Linked DNA regions of Sus scrofa: all the other regions are linked to region 1. Evidence: chromatin contacts called from public HiChIP or PLAC-seq data. All regions are on one chromosome and are shown on one strand. The core of a region is the stretch at or near the end of the contact, and the rest is flanking DNA. Distances in the headings are between cores, read along the strand shown. Region 1 overlaps LPP (lipoma-preferred partner). Region 2 overlaps TPRG1 (tumor protein p63-regulated gene 1 protein). Region 3 has its middle 17 kb from the start of TPRG1.

Region 1 (3,176 bases), core at 179-2,678:
TCCTTTCAGACACAAGTGAAATTCAAAAACCCTGTGATATCTTTCCTAGATTCGCTAGAAGGCAGGCCACCTCCAGTCTATGCCTTCTCTCTGCCTCTTTATTCCATTTCCCCTATAGCATCTATCACTGGGAGAAGCATTTGCTTATTTGCATGTCCATCTCTGCTAACAGACTGGCAGCTCAGATCATGATGTATTTGCCAGAATATCCAGCATCTGGCAGAAATTCCTGAAACAGACAATATCCTCAGAACAAGATGGTTGAAGGAGATGAGGAATTATATTCTATGGATTTCTTGTCCAGCACCTCTTAGCTTAAGCTTTAAATTTTTTTTTTCTCTTCTTAATTGTTCTGAGTTTTATTCATGGTTTCAAAAACACACGTTGCATAAATTGAAGAGTATGATTTGGGATATTAGAATTTGTTTTATCTTTCTGCTTTCCTTCAGAGATTCATAAGTCTTCCTAGCTTGTCAAAGTTCTGCTGTAAAAAGCCAGATAGTAAATGTTGTGGGTTTGCGGGGCATTTGGTTTTCTGTTGCAACTACCCAACTCTTCTGTATGGACAGAAATCAGCTACAGACAACACATAAACAAACGGGTATTACTGAGTTCTGATAAACATTTACAGACACAAGTAGTGGACTGGATTTGGCCCGCAGGCCAAAGTTCGCTGACGATTGTCCTAGATATAGAACTCAAATCTCTTTTTTTCCCTGCCATTTCCAACAGTTCCAAGTCACTTAGATAATGTGAAACTTTATGTATCAAATGTCCTATTGCAACAAGTGCTTAACACTTGTGAAAACACCTGTGTAACTTGATTTTTAGACTTTATTATTTTTTCTCTTTCTTCCTTCCTTCCTTCTTTCTTTCTTTTCTTTCATCTTTTTAGGGCAGCACCCACAGCCTCTGTAAGTTCCCAGGCTATGGGTGGAATCAGAGTTATAGCTTCTGGCCTATGTGACAGCCACAGCAATGTGGGATCCAAGCCGCACCTGCAACCTATACCACAGTTCATGGCAACCCCAGATCCTTAACCCACTGAGCAAGGCCAAGGATCCAACCCACATCCTCATGGATACTAGCCGGGGTTGTTACCACTGAGCCACAACGGCAACTCCTAGTCTCTTATTTTCTGACATCACCTGGTATATGTCCGTTGAAATCCAACCACAAGGACAGAAGATAATAAGAAAGCCAAACTGTGTAGCCAATGTGTAAATCTCTTGGCTAAGATGAACAGAAGAAAAGATGCAATCACAATGGGAAGCATTCAGGGTTAGAAACAATGTCTTGTGATAGCAGAAGACTGCATATCCCTACTTTATGCTAGTATAGTATCTGACATGGAATGAATGCACACAGTAAACACTCAAGGAATAGATGATGAAATAAATGATGAAGCCATGTGATTCTGACTCACAGGCATCATTCTTAGTAGGAACTGCTTGAGTTTAGAATTATAATGACATCACCTTGAAGAAGTACTACATGTAGTTTAACTCTTTTATGGATCCATAAAACATTTGCTGTTGTTTTTATCTGCATTGCTAAATTACAAGTTACTGCCTAACCAAATTCTGTATCTTCTTTAGGATACAGCAAAATATCTGTCATATTGAGGGCATGAACTTTTGTAGAATGAAGGGGTGGATGGATACAAAGTACCAGAGAGACTGTGATATTAAATGAGGAATCTTTCCCAATATGAAACATATCATTAGTTGTTGACTCAGATAGGTAGGTAGGTAGGTAGGTAGGTAGATAGGTAGGTAGATAGATAAATAGATGGATAGATAGATAGATAGATAGATAGATAGATAGATAGACAGATAGATAGATAGGCTATATATAGTAAATGGCCATAGAGATATAGAAAAAGGATAAAGTAGAAGCCAAATTAATAATTATTAATTATGGCTGAGGCAAATTCCTTCAGGAAGAATTCATCAAATTCTCTTATGTGCTTCCTTGGTATTCTGTTCATTATACTCAGTTTACGAAATTGGAAATAGCAATTTACACATCTGTCTCCAGTCCTCAATGATGAGCTCTCCATGGACAGGAATCATAGTTGACTCAGGCGTCATAATTGATTCACTTTCTATCTCTGTCTCAGATGCTGTTTCATTTCTCTTTTTTTTTTTTTTTTAACTTAATGATTTTTATTTTTTTCCATTATGGCCAGTGCTTCATTTCTTTTGTGGCTCCTTGCAAGGTCTGATATAGTAAAAATCTCCATAGTTTTTTGAAGACTGAAATCTTTTGGACACCCAAGAGAGGAATATAGGGATTTTGCTATCACCTCATGACTAGAAAGATGGTCTTTAGTTCACGATTTCCTATGTGGTTATCATTTCCCACAGGGGACAGGGCTTCACTGCAGGAGCTCTGAGTTTTCTTACAGCCAAGGCCAGTTTCTTTGGTCTGGCTGAAATGAGGGCTGGCTTACAATTGTTAAAACTAGAGAATCATTGGAATAAAGTGCCTTAACTGTCACCCAAAACAGGAAGCCCTCTGGCAAATAGCCCCATCCCTCCCCCAATTCCCCTACCTTCCTCCAAGGATAATTTTTTTCTTGAGTAATTACAATATAACAATAGTCTGGATTAAGCATCATCTTTTACCTATAAATGATACTGTCAGAGCATGATGCACTAGAAGCTTAAAGCTATTTTAACTGTAGGGTTTTGAAACTGTAAAACTAATTAGCTCTATCAAATTTTTTTTGCTTTTGAAATTTCCTTTGTTGAATTTACTTAAAATATGGAATATCCTTGATAGAAATAGAACATTCATGCTATTAAGCTGAAAATGACAATGAGGATAGAACTTTGACAAGATAACACAGTGATAAAAACATTTTGTAGCAAACATTTCACATGCCAGAATTAGAATCAAGCAAACACTCCTTCCCTATCCTGAAGCATTACAGAAAAGAGGGAAGACCTTTTCAGAAAGAAAACATATTTTTTGACATTTGCATCTTAGCTTGGTTACAGGAGCTAAGAAACCAATACAACCTAGCAACATGCTGGCCCAAACTGGCCAACAATAAAATAGAAAGGGGAAAAAATAAACTTCCAGTGCCAGATCCACCTCAAGTGGAAATTTTCTTGGTGCTTGAGTTACCAAAGTCTGTAGTTAACTCTGGGAAAATCTCCTAGCCTCAA
Region 2 (3,176 bases), core at 234-2,733, 460 kb before region 1:
GTAAAAAGCATGGGAAAGAAGTCAATTGGAAAAGGCTATATCCTATATGATTTCAACTATATGACATTTTGGAAAAGGCAAAACTTTAGAGAGAGTAGAAAAGTCAGTGGTTACCAAGGAGTGGGGAAGGGATACATAGGCAGAGCACAGAGTATTTTTAGGGCAGTGCAACTCTAATGCAAGCTATGGACTTTGGTTGATTATGATGTGTCAATGGAGGTTCATCAGTTGTAACAAAGGGCCACTCTGGTGAGGAAGCACTGATCATGGGGGAGGGTGTGCATGTATAGCTGTAGGGAGGATATGGAAAATCTCTCCTAATCTTCCTCTTAATTTTGCTGTGAACCTGAAACTGCTCCAAAAAAAATAGAATATTTTTTGGAGGTCTCGTGGTGGCACAGCAGAAACAAATCCAACTAGGAACCATGAGGTTCCCCTGGCCTCACTCAGTGGGTTAAGGATCCAGAGTTGCTGTGAGCTGTGGTGTAGGTCACAGACATGGCTCAGATCTGGCGTTGCTGTGACTGTGGTGTAGGTCGTCAGCTATAGCTCTGATTAGACCCCCTAGCCTGGGAACCTCCATATACCATGGGTGTGGCCCTAAAAAAAAAAGAAAAATAGAAATTTTTTTAAAATGAAAAATAGCAATTTTTGATTAAAAGATAGGAAAAGATCTGGAGCCTAATATATAAAGACCTATGTCAGGAGAGACAGGATAGAGTTACCTCTAAAACCAGAGCATGTGTGTCATGTTAGCTAAGGGACACTCCACAGGAGTAGGTATCAAACCAGGTTCTGCTGGGCCTTAGATATTGCCCCCAAAGCAGCTATATGTACCAAGGATGGGAGAGGTGGAGTGGGAGACAATTCTTCCACTTCCGTCTGAATATCCATGGTTTCACTTAGTTCACATAATGGATTTCCATAGGAGACTTCTGCTAACAAGAGGATCTGGATGCTTTGAAAGCATATATACAGACGCTTGTTGTCTGTATTGCTTTACCACCAAAATCTGACTCCATCTTTTTCCTTCTAACTAAACTTGAGCGGACTCACTGCCTTGCTCAGACATTCAAGGTCCTTCACGGTCTGGCCTCAACCTTCTTCCAGCTTTTACCTATAGCTGCTTTCCCATGTTCCTTTCTTACCAACCAGACTACCTCACAACTTACTCTTTACATTCCTAAAACGGTACTTTTCAAGTTATAATTACTTGCTAACATGTCAAGTTCTTCCATTAGACTGGGAGCTCTTCAAGGGCAAGGACCATGTTTTGTTCATTGCCTCTTTGTTAACGAACAGGAGGAAAAAGCCTGGCCCCTTCTCAGTTGTTTCTTGCAAGAACTCTCAAAAATGCAGTGACCAGAAGTTCCCACCAGATGGCAGTGTGTGGACATTTTTCCCCTTACCAATCAGAAGGGAGAGGAAGGGTTTACAGCAAATTGCTTTTCATTTCCGTCCTTGTGAGACTGACAAACAAATCTCCTCAGACATCAGGACTTGTAACTGGGCAGGTGAATTCACATCGCTGAATCAGAATCTCAGGTGGCCCTTGTATTCCCTAGATACCTCTTCTCTCTAAAAATATTCCTTCTGCAAGCTGAAAAAGGATTATACTGTTCTGTGTTCTAGGACGGAGGAACTTGGAGTTGAGTCTGATTGTCACAGGCACAAGGTGACCATGTTTTCAGCAGTGAGGAAAAATGGTCACCAACACCCACTGATTGCTGCCATCTGTTGAGGTTCCTTCACCTCCTGCCCACCCCCATCTGCAAGACCCAGGCTGCAAGCAAAAGTCAGCCAAACATGCCAGCTAACTTGTGAAAATGGCATCTTCTCTGCATTCTTGTTTCTTTTCCCATTTGAGACCACGGAGCTGGTTGGCTCAGGAGAGCTGCAGGTGCTCTAATCACAGAGCCCCTCGCCTCTTTACATGGGGACCCTGTGCTCTGCTCTGAGCTTCTCAGAAGCAAAGGGTTCCCAAATGGAAGACATTCCCAGTCCAAATGAAAAACAAGGAGAAACATACCCAAAGGAGCTCCCAACTAAAAATGCTCAGGGGAAAAAAGGACCTCACTTTCTCACTTCCATCTGTTTCTGTGTATCTCTACCCTCACCACAGTCTAAGAAGCCACAAACTTCCCTTCTTGCTCCTTTGAAATCTGCTGTGTTGCCTTGACAAACTAGATGCTCTAGTTTCTCTAAACGTTACTTATTCCTAGGGATTTCTCCATCCTCCACTGCTAGAGCAGAGGTTATAAGGGGATATGAGTCAATAACATTCTGGAGAGTTCAACCTATTTTAACAAAACCATCTTCCAAGTCCCTGTAGATGGGCCTCACTGGGCTGACTCTGCCCCACCCTGGGCAACAGGCTTCATTTAATGATACCAGGATGGTTAGCACCCAAGTTCTAGTGTCAGCAGACCTGGGTCAGATTCTAACTCTGGGTCAAATTCTGACTCTAATTGTGTGATCTTGTGGGAATTTCTTAGCCTCTCCAAATCTCAGCTTCCTCAGCAATAGAATGGGGAAAATATCTACACGTCACAGAGGGAGGTTGTGCCAATTAAATAAGGCAGGTAAAGAGTTTAGCATGGTGCCAGTTCAAAGGGTACTAAATAAATGCTAAGAATCACTGCTAGCATCAGCAGAAATACTCTGCAGAAGACACGGCTCCCTAGAAGTAATTCTTAGTGTTACACTCAGCACAGCTTCAGAAACATTTAAAGAATCCAAAAGCTCTTCACAAATCATGTCGGGACCCATCCCTTAAGTGAGATCCATATTGCTCTCACATACTTATTCTTTCTTTCAGTAGGACTTAGCTGAGTATATAAGCTGTGGCAAGCTCAGGCAAGGCCATGAAGACACCAGGATATATGAGACATGGTTTCTGTCCTCAAGGAGCTCACAGTGCACTGAGAAGCCCACCCCTAAGCAATTATAATATAGTGGGATCCGTGCTGTTATCTGGGTGTACGCAAAATACAGCAGACACAGAGGGAAGGACCCAGAGAACTGACCCACCTTGCAAGACACTGCTAGTCCTTTATGCTCTAAGCCTTGACTTCCTGGATGTGTCTGCTTCCCAAAATAACTGTCTCCCTGACAATATATTATGATAACTTATATCTCTAAACTTGGCACGGACTAGTCTCTCTTAATGGAATACC
Region 3 (3,176 bases), core at 470-2,969, 270 kb before region 1:
CGTGAGCTTTGCCTCCAAGTTTGTTTTATCCACTTCAGCCCTTGATACAGGTTCCATTCTGGATTAGGCAGTACTGGCTCTAGGACACCCTGAAGTTAAGAATTTCATTGAATCTCTGAATAAGCAAGATCTGGAGTCAAGGCTGGGGTCCCAGATAGAGTGCACTCCTCTGCTGGTAGTGGGTGTGGTGCTCCCACAGGCCTAACCCACAGTTCTGCCCCTGCCCCTCCTGGTAGCTCCACCTTTTACAGCTAAGCTTCAGGGCAGCCCCTGAGCTCTCCAGCTCTCACGTGGGCCTCCGGAAGTCTTACAGCTCACAACCCCTCAACCATGGCCTGGGGCTTCCCGGTCAGGGTTTGGTGGAGTTGGTCTGTGGCTGTAGAAGCCTTAGGCCTAGAGGCCAGCCTGACTCTGTTCCTGGGCTGCAGAAAAGCCCTCAGGCCTGGGCCTAGGCACTACTGGGAGGGGTCCAGGAGGCTGAGGATATGAAGGGCCAGTTTAGGGTTGCTGTGGAGGAGGAAGGGTGTGGAAGAGAACAGGCAAAATGCTAATGCTTCAGCTTCTTGTGCCTTCAGACTCCAGGCCTTCAGGAAGGAAGCGGCTTGGTTTCCCTGCCCCGGAACAGCAGGCTGTCAGGGATCTTATTCTGATGCTGGCCTTCTGAAAGGGCAGCTGGACACAGCCAGGGCAGGCCGGGGTCCTGGCTTGGCCTCCATAAGTGGGGCCATAAAAGGGATCTCTGGGGCTAGAAATGGGCAGGACCTAACCCCTTGGCAGGGGAAAAGACACAAGCTTGGGGCAGAGATAGGGATAGTCACAGAATTTCAGGCCCCAGAGCTTGAGGTGTCAAGGGCCTCAGGCCAAGGAAGGCCAGATTGAACCCAGGTTCTAAATAAAGGCAGAGGAATCCCAGTACCAGAGCCAAAGGGGTCAAGAAGCCATGCTGACTTGGTGCTTATTTCCCAGAGTTACTGACCCAGGGCTTCTTCAGTTCTAATTGGTTTTTTTCCTTAATGAAAATAAGATTTATGCACCACAGAAACCAGGGCCAGGCTAAGCCTTTACAAGGTCTCCATGGAATCTTGTACAAGTTACTGGAAAGAGGCTGGAAAGCCAGGAGGGGGCCTGGGAGAGCCCAACTCCATCACTAAATCCCTGTTTGGCCTTTAATAGCTCCATAGCCTCCTTGGGCCTTCGTAACCTCCTGTGTGAAATAAGGGAGTTGGATCACAGCAGAGGTTTCCAAGCTGCTGTCTGTGAAGTCCAGTGATCTGAGGAGGGGCCTCATGAGTCTCTATAAGGGTCAGAGAAGAGGGAAGCTCAGAAGGGGAGGCCAGAAGCTCCTAACACACAATTGCCTGGAATGCTGCCTTTTTTTTTTTTTTTTTTGGTCATACCCACAGTATGCAGAATTTCCCCGGCCAGGGATCGAACCTGCACCACAGCTGCAGCCCTCACCACAGCCGTGACAATGCCAGATCTGTAACCCACTGCCCCGCCAGGGAATGCCTGGAGCACTTCCATTTTGAAGTTTAATCCATTGGCAATCCATATAAGATTTTGTGTGGAAGCCACAAGAAAAAAAAAAAAAAAAAGGAAAAGGAAAGGGGGAAATAAAGAGTAGAAAAGGAAAGAAAGAAGGCAAATAGGAGCTCTGAGCTGGCTGATCTCCAAGCTGTCTCAGGCTTGTCCTTCTCTGACTCACCATGACGCTCTCCTGCTCACATTTTGAAGAACCACTTCTGCTCCCCTCTGCCATCCTCTCAGGAAAGAATCCATACATAAGCCCAGAAAAAGCCACTGGTGAGATCCCATTTCCCAGCTCTGAGGCGTGCTGGCGCGCAGAGGAGGAAATTGGGGGGGTTTATGTGGGCTGGTGGGGAGGAGAGTGGAGGCCCTGAGCTGTAAATCAGGCTCAGAGGTTTGGATTCCCCGCTGCGTGACCCTCAGATGCCCCCTCCACTCCAGAAACCGGTACACTCACACCCCAGCCAAGGGAAGTGTGCCCGGCTCTCAGGCGGCCCCTGGAAGCTGGGCCCACTCTGAGGAGTTGTTTTGATTTTTCAGGAAAAACTACTCCAAGCCAAACCTTCCCTCCCAAGAACAACACAGACAGGGATTTTCAATGTGCTCGGGGGACGAAGGCTCTGGGTGGCCCTATGCGCCGGCCTGGCCAGTAAGACCCACAGGTAACAGGCACACCTGAGTCAGTATGGATGGCGGCTAAGGGCCACTTCTTTTTACTCTAAACACCTCCCACTGCTGCCAAGTCTCCAGGCTTCCTCTTTTAGATGATTTTGCTCTCCCATGTGCCAGCCTGACTGCACGGTTGCTCATCGCTCAATACCCAGCCCTCACATCCAGGAATTCCATGATTGCCTGGAGATGTGGCAAGCCCAGCTGAAGTTGGGGACCTCCCTTATGTGCACACACACCACCCAGGGAGGACCCTCTGCTGCCCTCTCCCACAAGAGGTGGGTTGCCTTGGGACTCTCTGAGCATGTGGGTTAGTGGGATCAGCTTTGGACCAGGAATGGAGAAGTCCCTGGACCCTCCCTCTGTGAGAGTTCCAGTGGGTCACCTCTTTTTTCTGGGCCTGTTTCCTCCTCTGTGAAATATAGGGGACTTACACTCACTCACCCCACATTTACCACATACCTGCTTTCAGGTGAAGTGGTTCTCCTTGACCAAGGTCACAGCCCAAGGAATGGCCACATGGGTGAAATTAACTCAGAGGTCAGTAGGGTCGCTGATGTCAAAGGCAGTTCTGCCTCCATAAAGGCAATGGCTGCGATGCGTTCCCATCTCTCGGAAAGTTCACAGGGTAGTGAGGCAGTGTGATGTTGAAAAATAATCACCTCAATGGTCAAGTAGCAGTCACCTTGCGGTGATGTGGCTGCAGAGAGGCTGGTCCTACAGTGTGTCCCAGAAGAAGTGACCGCCACGTTGAATTTTCAAGGCTGAGCACCAAGCTGTGGGCGGGATGCGGAGAGAAGAACACGGAAATAGGAGAGTTTGGAGAATTTCAAGTAATTAACCAAGGACAAGAAACTGGGGGTGAGAAGGGCAGAGAAGACAAGAGAAGAAGCAAATCAGATCTCCAGGGCCCTCAGGCTTTGTATATTTCAGATTCTGGAGTTACTATGTTTTATTGTTCTTTGTTTTTTGTTTTTGTT

What was found. HiChIP or PLAC-seq counts read pairs in DNA pulled down with a chosen protein or histone mark.
Region 2: an H3K27ac HiChIP or PLAC-seq map of alveolar macrophages shows a contact between it and region 1. The contact joins two enhancer-like sites. A contact is called at or near these places in 1 of 47 Hi-C or Micro-C datasets (embryonic fibroblasts) and 1 of 2 datasets of contacts at active chromatin or transcription factors (alveolar macrophages).
Region 3: a contact with region 1 is called in an H3K27ac HiChIP or PLAC-seq map of alveolar macrophages. The contact joins two enhancer-like sites. A contact is called at or near these places in 1 of 47 Hi-C or Micro-C datasets (embryonic fibroblasts) and 1 of 2 datasets of contacts at active chromatin or transcription factors (alveolar macrophages).

What each region holds. Positions count from the first base shown.
Region 1 is chr13:126,239,518-126,242,693 of Sscrofa11.1, reverse strand. All of the region lies in intron 6 of LPP (lipoma-preferred partner), which reads right to left. Among named protein-coding and RNA genes, the nearest start is that of MIR28, 41 kb to the left of the region's middle. Within about 2 kb of position 1,428, at least 3 of the 83 cell types and tissues checked have an H3K27ac peak or open chromatin away from gene starts, as enhancers often do. A contact at or near this core is called in alveolar macrophages, where this site is marked.
Region 2 is chr13:126,698,783-126,701,958 of Sscrofa11.1, reverse strand. The region is part of intron 2 of TPRG1 (tumor protein p63-regulated gene 1 protein); the gene reads right to left. Among named protein-coding and RNA genes, the nearest start is that of TPRG1, 170 kb to the right of the region's middle. Within about 2 kb of position 1,483, at least 16 of the 83 cell types and tissues checked have an H3K27ac peak or open chromatin away from gene starts, as enhancers often do. A contact at or near this core is called in alveolar macrophages, where this site is marked.
Region 3 is chr13:126,511,809-126,514,984 of Sscrofa11.1, reverse strand. No RefSeq gene overlaps it. Among named protein-coding and RNA genes, the nearest start is that of TPRG1, 17 kb to the left of the region's middle. Within about 2 kb of position 1,719, at least 14 of the 83 cell types and tissues checked have an H3K27ac peak or open chromatin away from gene starts, as enhancers often do. A contact at or near this core is called in alveolar macrophages, where this site is marked.